2 separate regions of the Oryctolagus cuniculus genome follow, and region 2 is linked to region 1. The links are chromatin contacts, called in public Hi-C maps. All regions are on one chromosome and are shown on one strand. The core of a region is the stretch at or near the end of the contact, and the rest is flanking DNA. Distances in the headings are between cores, read along the strand shown.

Evidence for each region. A called contact is a pair of places that touch in the nucleus more often than the background predicts.
Region 2: a contact with region 1 is called in a Hi-C map of skin fibroblasts, with 2.3 times the contacts expected there. The contact joins the promoter of PTGER4 here to the enhancer-like site in region 1. A contact is called at or near these places in 2 of 6 Hi-C or Micro-C datasets (embryonic fibroblasts and skin fibroblasts).

What each region holds. Positions count from the first base shown.
Region 1 is chr14:65,705,908-65,708,905 of mOryCun1.1, forward strand. All of the region lies in intron 1 of LOC103349612 (a long non-coding RNA gene), which reads right to left. Among named protein-coding and RNA genes, the nearest start is that of PTGER4, 210 kb to the right of the region's middle. Within about 2 kb of position 1,619, at least 1 of the 8 cell types and tissues checked has an H3K27ac peak or open chromatin away from gene starts, as enhancers often do.
Region 2 is chr14:65,918,981-65,921,978 of mOryCun1.1, forward strand. It overlaps PTGER4 (prostaglandin E receptor 4), which reads left to right and starts at 1,589. Exons shown (of 3, transcript NM_001082259.1): 1 at 1,589-2,090; 2 at 2,539-2,998. The coding sequence starts at 2,583.

The sequences.
Region 1 (2,998 bases), core at 369-2,868:
AAAAGGAAGACCTTTCTCTCTGTCTCTCTCTCTCTCTGTGTCCACTCTGCCTGTCACAAAAAAAAAAAAAAAAAAAAAAGAGAAAAACTTTCCCACCTTTTTAAACTACCAGTGATTCTGAATGAAACTCCTGATGAAATATACTTAAGACACTGGCAGCCAAGCAAATTGGAAGCACAAGGATAAATAAAGAGGACTATCACTGAAAAACTGTTTCTTTTGCATTTTCATCAGGTTGCCAAGTACCATTCCTTTAAATTTTGCCACTGCATTTTATGCTAAAATAAGCTTATTTGGGCAAGATGCTTGCCAAAGATTTCACGCTTTGTGAGCCTTCAAAACCTATTGTAAACACTGAAAATTTGTGGGGGCCAGCGCTGGGGCATAGCATGTAAAGCCACTGCCTGCAGTGCTTCATAGGCGCTGGTTTCAGTCCTGGCTGCTCCACTTCTGATCCAACTCTCTTCCAGGCCTAGGAAAGCCATGGAAGATGACCCAAGTTCTTGGGCCCTGCACCCACATGGGAGACCCAGAAGAAGCTCCTGGCTCCTGGCTCCTGGCTTCAGATCAGCACAGCTCCGGCAGTTGCAGCCAATTGGGGACTGAACCAGCAGACCTCTCTCTGCCTCTCTTTCTCTCTCTATGTAACTCTGACTTTCAAATAAAAAAAAATCTTAAAAAAAATAAGAAAATTTGTGCAGATCTCTACCAGAAGCCTGCTTGCACCCAAGTATGATTGCAAAAATGGGTAGTTTGTATTGAAGAAAAGAGAATGAAAGGCACTCTCTGTGTTCAAGCATGATGTGTCTCCTGGTAGGCATCCTCTCCATGCTGTGTCAGAGATAGATACACTTTCTGTCCCCAGTGTAGCAGCTGCTGCCTACATTTCACGTTCTGATACACTTTGTGGCTTCCTCTTCCCTTCAAGGGGCTGTGATACTTCTATTCAACATATGTTTTCCATTCCATAGCTGACGACTTTATGACAGACAAGCCCCAGTTTCAGTCTATGCAGTCACTAAACGACAGGAATTCCACAGGCATGTAAAGTGACCTAAGAGAGTTTTAGATCTGTTTGGAAAAGAAAATGTAAAGTCCTTTAACAATGTGCAGGCAGTTTTGTTGCATGATCTATCTAGTACCAACTAGATAACTAATGCCTTGTGGATTTCTTTTCACTAGAAGCTCACGTGATTCTTCTCTTGGGACTCAACCAATCACTTTCACTTTTCTTAAGTTCAAAAACAGAAGCCTCCAACAGACAACAGTATCATTTTTAAGCATATTCTGTAACACCTCCTTATCTCCAATCCTGTGCTTTTGGCCTGATGCTTTAGCTCTTATTGGAAGGATACAATATAAGATTTAAATGTGAATGTGGATGAAGTTTTGCTCTTTTTATTTGTGTTTCTTTCTGTTAGAGTGAGCCCAGCTTTGGTGCTAAGGACATGTAATCTGTGTAGATAAAAACAGTGCTTATATAATCATGACTTCCCAAAACACATCAACAGCACTCTTTTGAAAGCCAGCAGGCAGCCAGGCAAGTAGGTAGGCAGGTAGAGAGCGAAGGGAGGCTCAGTGTCAATCAAAGGCATACTTGACTTGCATTTCCTCCTCTTTTAATCAACTCTGCAAGTAGTTCTCCCCACCTCTCCCTCTATTCCTGATCTGGTGAGCAGCGTGACTTGCCCTTAGCAAAAGGAAAAATCTAAGTCCCTTCCTTTATATAAACATCAGAAGTAACTCAATTAGGTCCATGCAGAGAGAGTGAGGAGTCTTCAGACAACAAGGATTCCAAGACTTTCTATGTGTGAAACAATTTCACCCTTTCCCAGCTGCTACTCAGCTCACAGTCCTTCTACCCTTATTGCTCAGCCAGCATCTGTCACTGCCAGGAGCCCCTTGCCTGCCAAGTCAAACAGCCAGTCTTGAATGACTGAGCCCCACGTGCTGAAACAAGCCCCCATTTCTCAATGCCCTTACTCTTTAGAAAGCTGTGGTAGGCAGGAAAGATACTCAGCCCTCCACACCCCAAATATACTCATATCTAAGCCATTCTTCCTGCAACCTGTGACTATGTCGGGTGACAAGGCAGAAGGGAACTAAGGTTGCAGACAGAACTAAGATTCCTAATGAGCTAACTTTAAAACAAGGAGATCATTCTCCACTGTCTGGTCCAGTATAATGACCAGAGTTCTTAAAATTTGGAGAACAGAGAAGAGAAGATCAGAGTGAAGTGATATGAAAATTAATCAACCTGTCATCACTGACTTTGAAGATGGAGAAAGGGAGTCATGAGCCAACTTTCCAAAAGTTGGAAAAAGCAAGGAAGAGGATTTTCCTCTAGAATATCCAAAAGGGGGCACAGACCTCCTGATTTTTTTTTATTTGAGCCTGGTGATCCCTGCATAAGAATTTGGACCTATTCCTTATTACATCAGCAATTTACTACTTAAGTAAATGCCTTTACCATCACTTTCGTTTCTTTCCCACGGTGGTCTTCTCTAGAAATCTAAGGATTTTTAGATCAAAAAGCTCTTAGTTGCATGCCATTCAAGGCTCATGTCTTAAGATAAAAATCCTTTTGTTAAATCACTGAAACACAAATGAGTTTTCATAAAAGCAGCCATTTACTGGTACTCTAGTCCAGGGGGAAAGCCCAGGTCAGACTGCTAAGGTTCACAACAATCCTGGTTGTTTCTTACAGCTAGAGCAGGGACGGATTACTTCACACTGCTTCTCTTTCCCCATGTTTAAATGTGCAAAAAAGCAATATCTACTTTACAGGATAGTTGTAGAACTGAATAAATCAATGCATATTAAGAAGCTTAGAACAGTATGTAGCATAAAACAAGTACCAATGATCATTGAACTTCATAGTGGCTTTGGTTATCCCATCACGGTTTTGGATATCCTGATAACATCTGGTCTTGCCACAAGCCTGATTTTCCAACATGTGGCTTTCCCAAAGGAAATAAGATGATGTACTTGTTCCCCG
Region 2 (2,998 bases), core at 339-2,838, 210 kb after region 1:
CACAGCGCTGGCCTGAGCGAATACTTTACACAAGAGAAATAATGCTGGATTAGTACACTCACATGAGGTCATTGCAGCCATTTGGGGAATGAACCAGCGATGGAAGACCTCTCTCTCTCCATGGCTCTACCTCTCCCTGTAACTCTGTCTTTCAAATAAATAAAATAAAATCTTAAAAAAATAAATAAATATGATTCTAGACATTTTATGAGCTGTTAACAGTTGAAATCTGGAATCTCTTCTTTTTAGTCATTTGTTCCTGAAACTAACTGGAGAACCAGATAAATTATCAAAGATGTATTCATTCATGCAATATCATTTAAGAAACGGGCGTCTGCCTATATAAACGAGTCCAGTTATTAGCCTGTGAGGAGATGTGCTATGTTAAAATGCATATTTATAGCAGATGGAAAATTTTTTTCTAGGAACTTAAATGGTGTGAAGATCCACACAATTTCACTGTACAGTATTCTAAAAAAAATAGCGAGGCTGTTTTAATTGCACCGTCAAGTTCAAGATGTCTCTTGCGCTGGTGTTCAGCTTCGATTTTAGGTAATGGTGAAGTAAGAAGTAAACAATGAGTACGCAGAAAAAAAATGTTCCCCACCACACAGCAAGCCACACAAACTGCAAATAGAAGAAACAGCAAAGCAAAGAGGTTTCCCCAAACCACGAAGTTGACAGTTGACGCCTTAAGAAAACTCGCTTGACTTTGCGCGCCCTGCCGTGCCTCCCCGAGCCTTTCAGATTTGTGGTGAGTGTGTCTAACTCGAAAATCACACTGCCCAAAGCTCTGTTATTTCCAGGGGCACAAACTCCCCGGAGGCTGAGAAACAGCTCCGCAGACACACGGCCCTCCACGGTCACCAACCCCGCCTAGGACCGGAGGATTCTGCCACCTGTGCCCTTTCCTCTCCCTTCGCCTAAGGTGCCCGGGCGCAACACGGGCTCTGCCAACCACTTCCTTTTATGGCGAGAGGATGGAGTCTTCGTTGTTTCCCCGCCCATGCCTGGTCCCTACCCACCCGTCTACCCGCCACGGGCCGCTGCTTGCACCCAGGTCTGGCCCGGGGCCCCGCGCCCGCGCGCACACACCCGCTCCTCCTCTCCCTGCGGCGGCTCCAAGACTGAGTCCTAAAGCAGTGGTCCTCCCTTCCCCAGACTCAGATGTCGCGGCCCCCGGGTCACAAGATGCGACAGCCCACTCGAAGCCCAGGCAGCCAGGGAGAAGCGGCCCCTCTGCACGCCTACTCCACGAAATGCCAGGAGGATGCTCGGGAAAGCACCGGGGCTTCCCGGGGTCTCTGTCCCGGGCACACTTTACGGACCTCCCCGGCCGGAAAAGCCCAGGAAACCGCCCCCCGCCGCACTAGGGGCGCGGCACTGCCGGGACCGGCCCCGGCCCGGCCCCCGGCTCCGCCCGGCCGCGGGAGGGGGGACGCGCTCCGCCTCCTTCCAGCCCCGCCAATGAGCGCCCGGGCCGCGCGCCGTCCGCCTCCGCCTCTGCCAGGGAAACTTGAACAAGCAGAAAAGTTTGTACAGAGGCTGCAAGGGTGAGAGCGGAGCTCGAAACCCAGCAGCCCCGGAGGAAAATGAGCAGCCCCAGGTCAAAGCCGCAGGCCCAGCGGACCCCGAGCCACCCCCAGGGCTTCAGGAGCGGCCCCAGCGGCAGCCGCCGACTTCGATAGCCGTCGGTGCCGCCCGCGGCTGCGGAGGACAGCGCCCGGAGCCAGGGGCCGAGCTCCGTGCCACCTGCGCGCGTGGCCGCTCACCTGAACGCTGTCCTCCCGCGGACGGGACCTGCGGGCTTTGCAAAAACTGGGACTGGTCTGTCAAAGAAAGGAGAAATAAAATCCAACGAGAAATCGAAAACTCGTCCAACACTGACCCGCTTGCTCTCCACGCTTTGGAAATTCGGCCACCCAGACCCCAGTTCCGGAAAAGTGGCCGCCACCGCGAGCGGGTTCTGAGAAGGCTTGGCCAGGGCCGGACTGAGCCGGACGAGGCTGAAGCAGGTTGCAGGCTGGTCCAGGACAGCTGTGGCCTGACCCTGGGGGTTCCCGGGGCTGCCACCGCTCCGGCAGTTCCAGGTAACGCCAGGGTTAGGGGAATCCGGTTGCGAGGCTAGGGGATCCGGGCGCGCCGGGAAGGGAGGCATGGAGGGGAGAGTGAGCTCTTCACATATCCTCCGTCACTTGTTTTCAGTGGGAATTTTCTCTATTTGGAGTCTGTCGGGAATACATTAGCAAGTCACTTTTCCCTTGAGAGGGGCCTCGTTCGTCTCGGCAATGGAGATGGGTTGGGGAGTAGGCGGGGAGGGCAGGATTGGCTTATCAACATTGATGTCAGTGGAGTGGTGCTGCTGGCAGGACGCATCGGGAGCCGGGGCACGTCGGCAGCCGCAGTTGGCACCGGCTGCCATCCGGAGAGTTAGATAGAGTTGCTCCCCTGGTCTCAGTGCCTTGTTGCTGGGACCTAATCACCTGGCAGGTGGTCCTTTCCGCTCACCGCGCCTTTGCCTCTCTCCTCCATCCCTAGACCCAAGCCTCGCGCTCCAAGGCTGCACACCGCAGACCACCGTCATGTCCACTCCCGTGGCCAATGCGTCCGCCTCTTCGATGCCCGAGCTGCTGAACAACCCGGTCACCATCCCGGCCGTGATGTTCATCTTCGGGGTGGTGGGCAACCTGGTGGCCATCGTGGTGCTGTGCAAGTCCCGCAAGGAGCAGAAGGAGACGACCTTCTACACCCTGGTGTGCGGTCTGGCCGTCACCGACCTGCTGGGCACGTTGCTTGTGAGCCCTGTGACCATCGCCACCTACATGAAGGGCCAGTGGCCCGGGGGCCAGGCGCTGTGCGACTACAGCACCTTCATCCTGCTCTTCTTCGGCTTGTCTGGCCTCAGCATCATCTGTGCCATGAGCATTGAACGCTACCTGGCCATCAACCACGCCTACTTCTACAGCCACTACGTGGACAAGCGGCTGGCCGGCCTCAC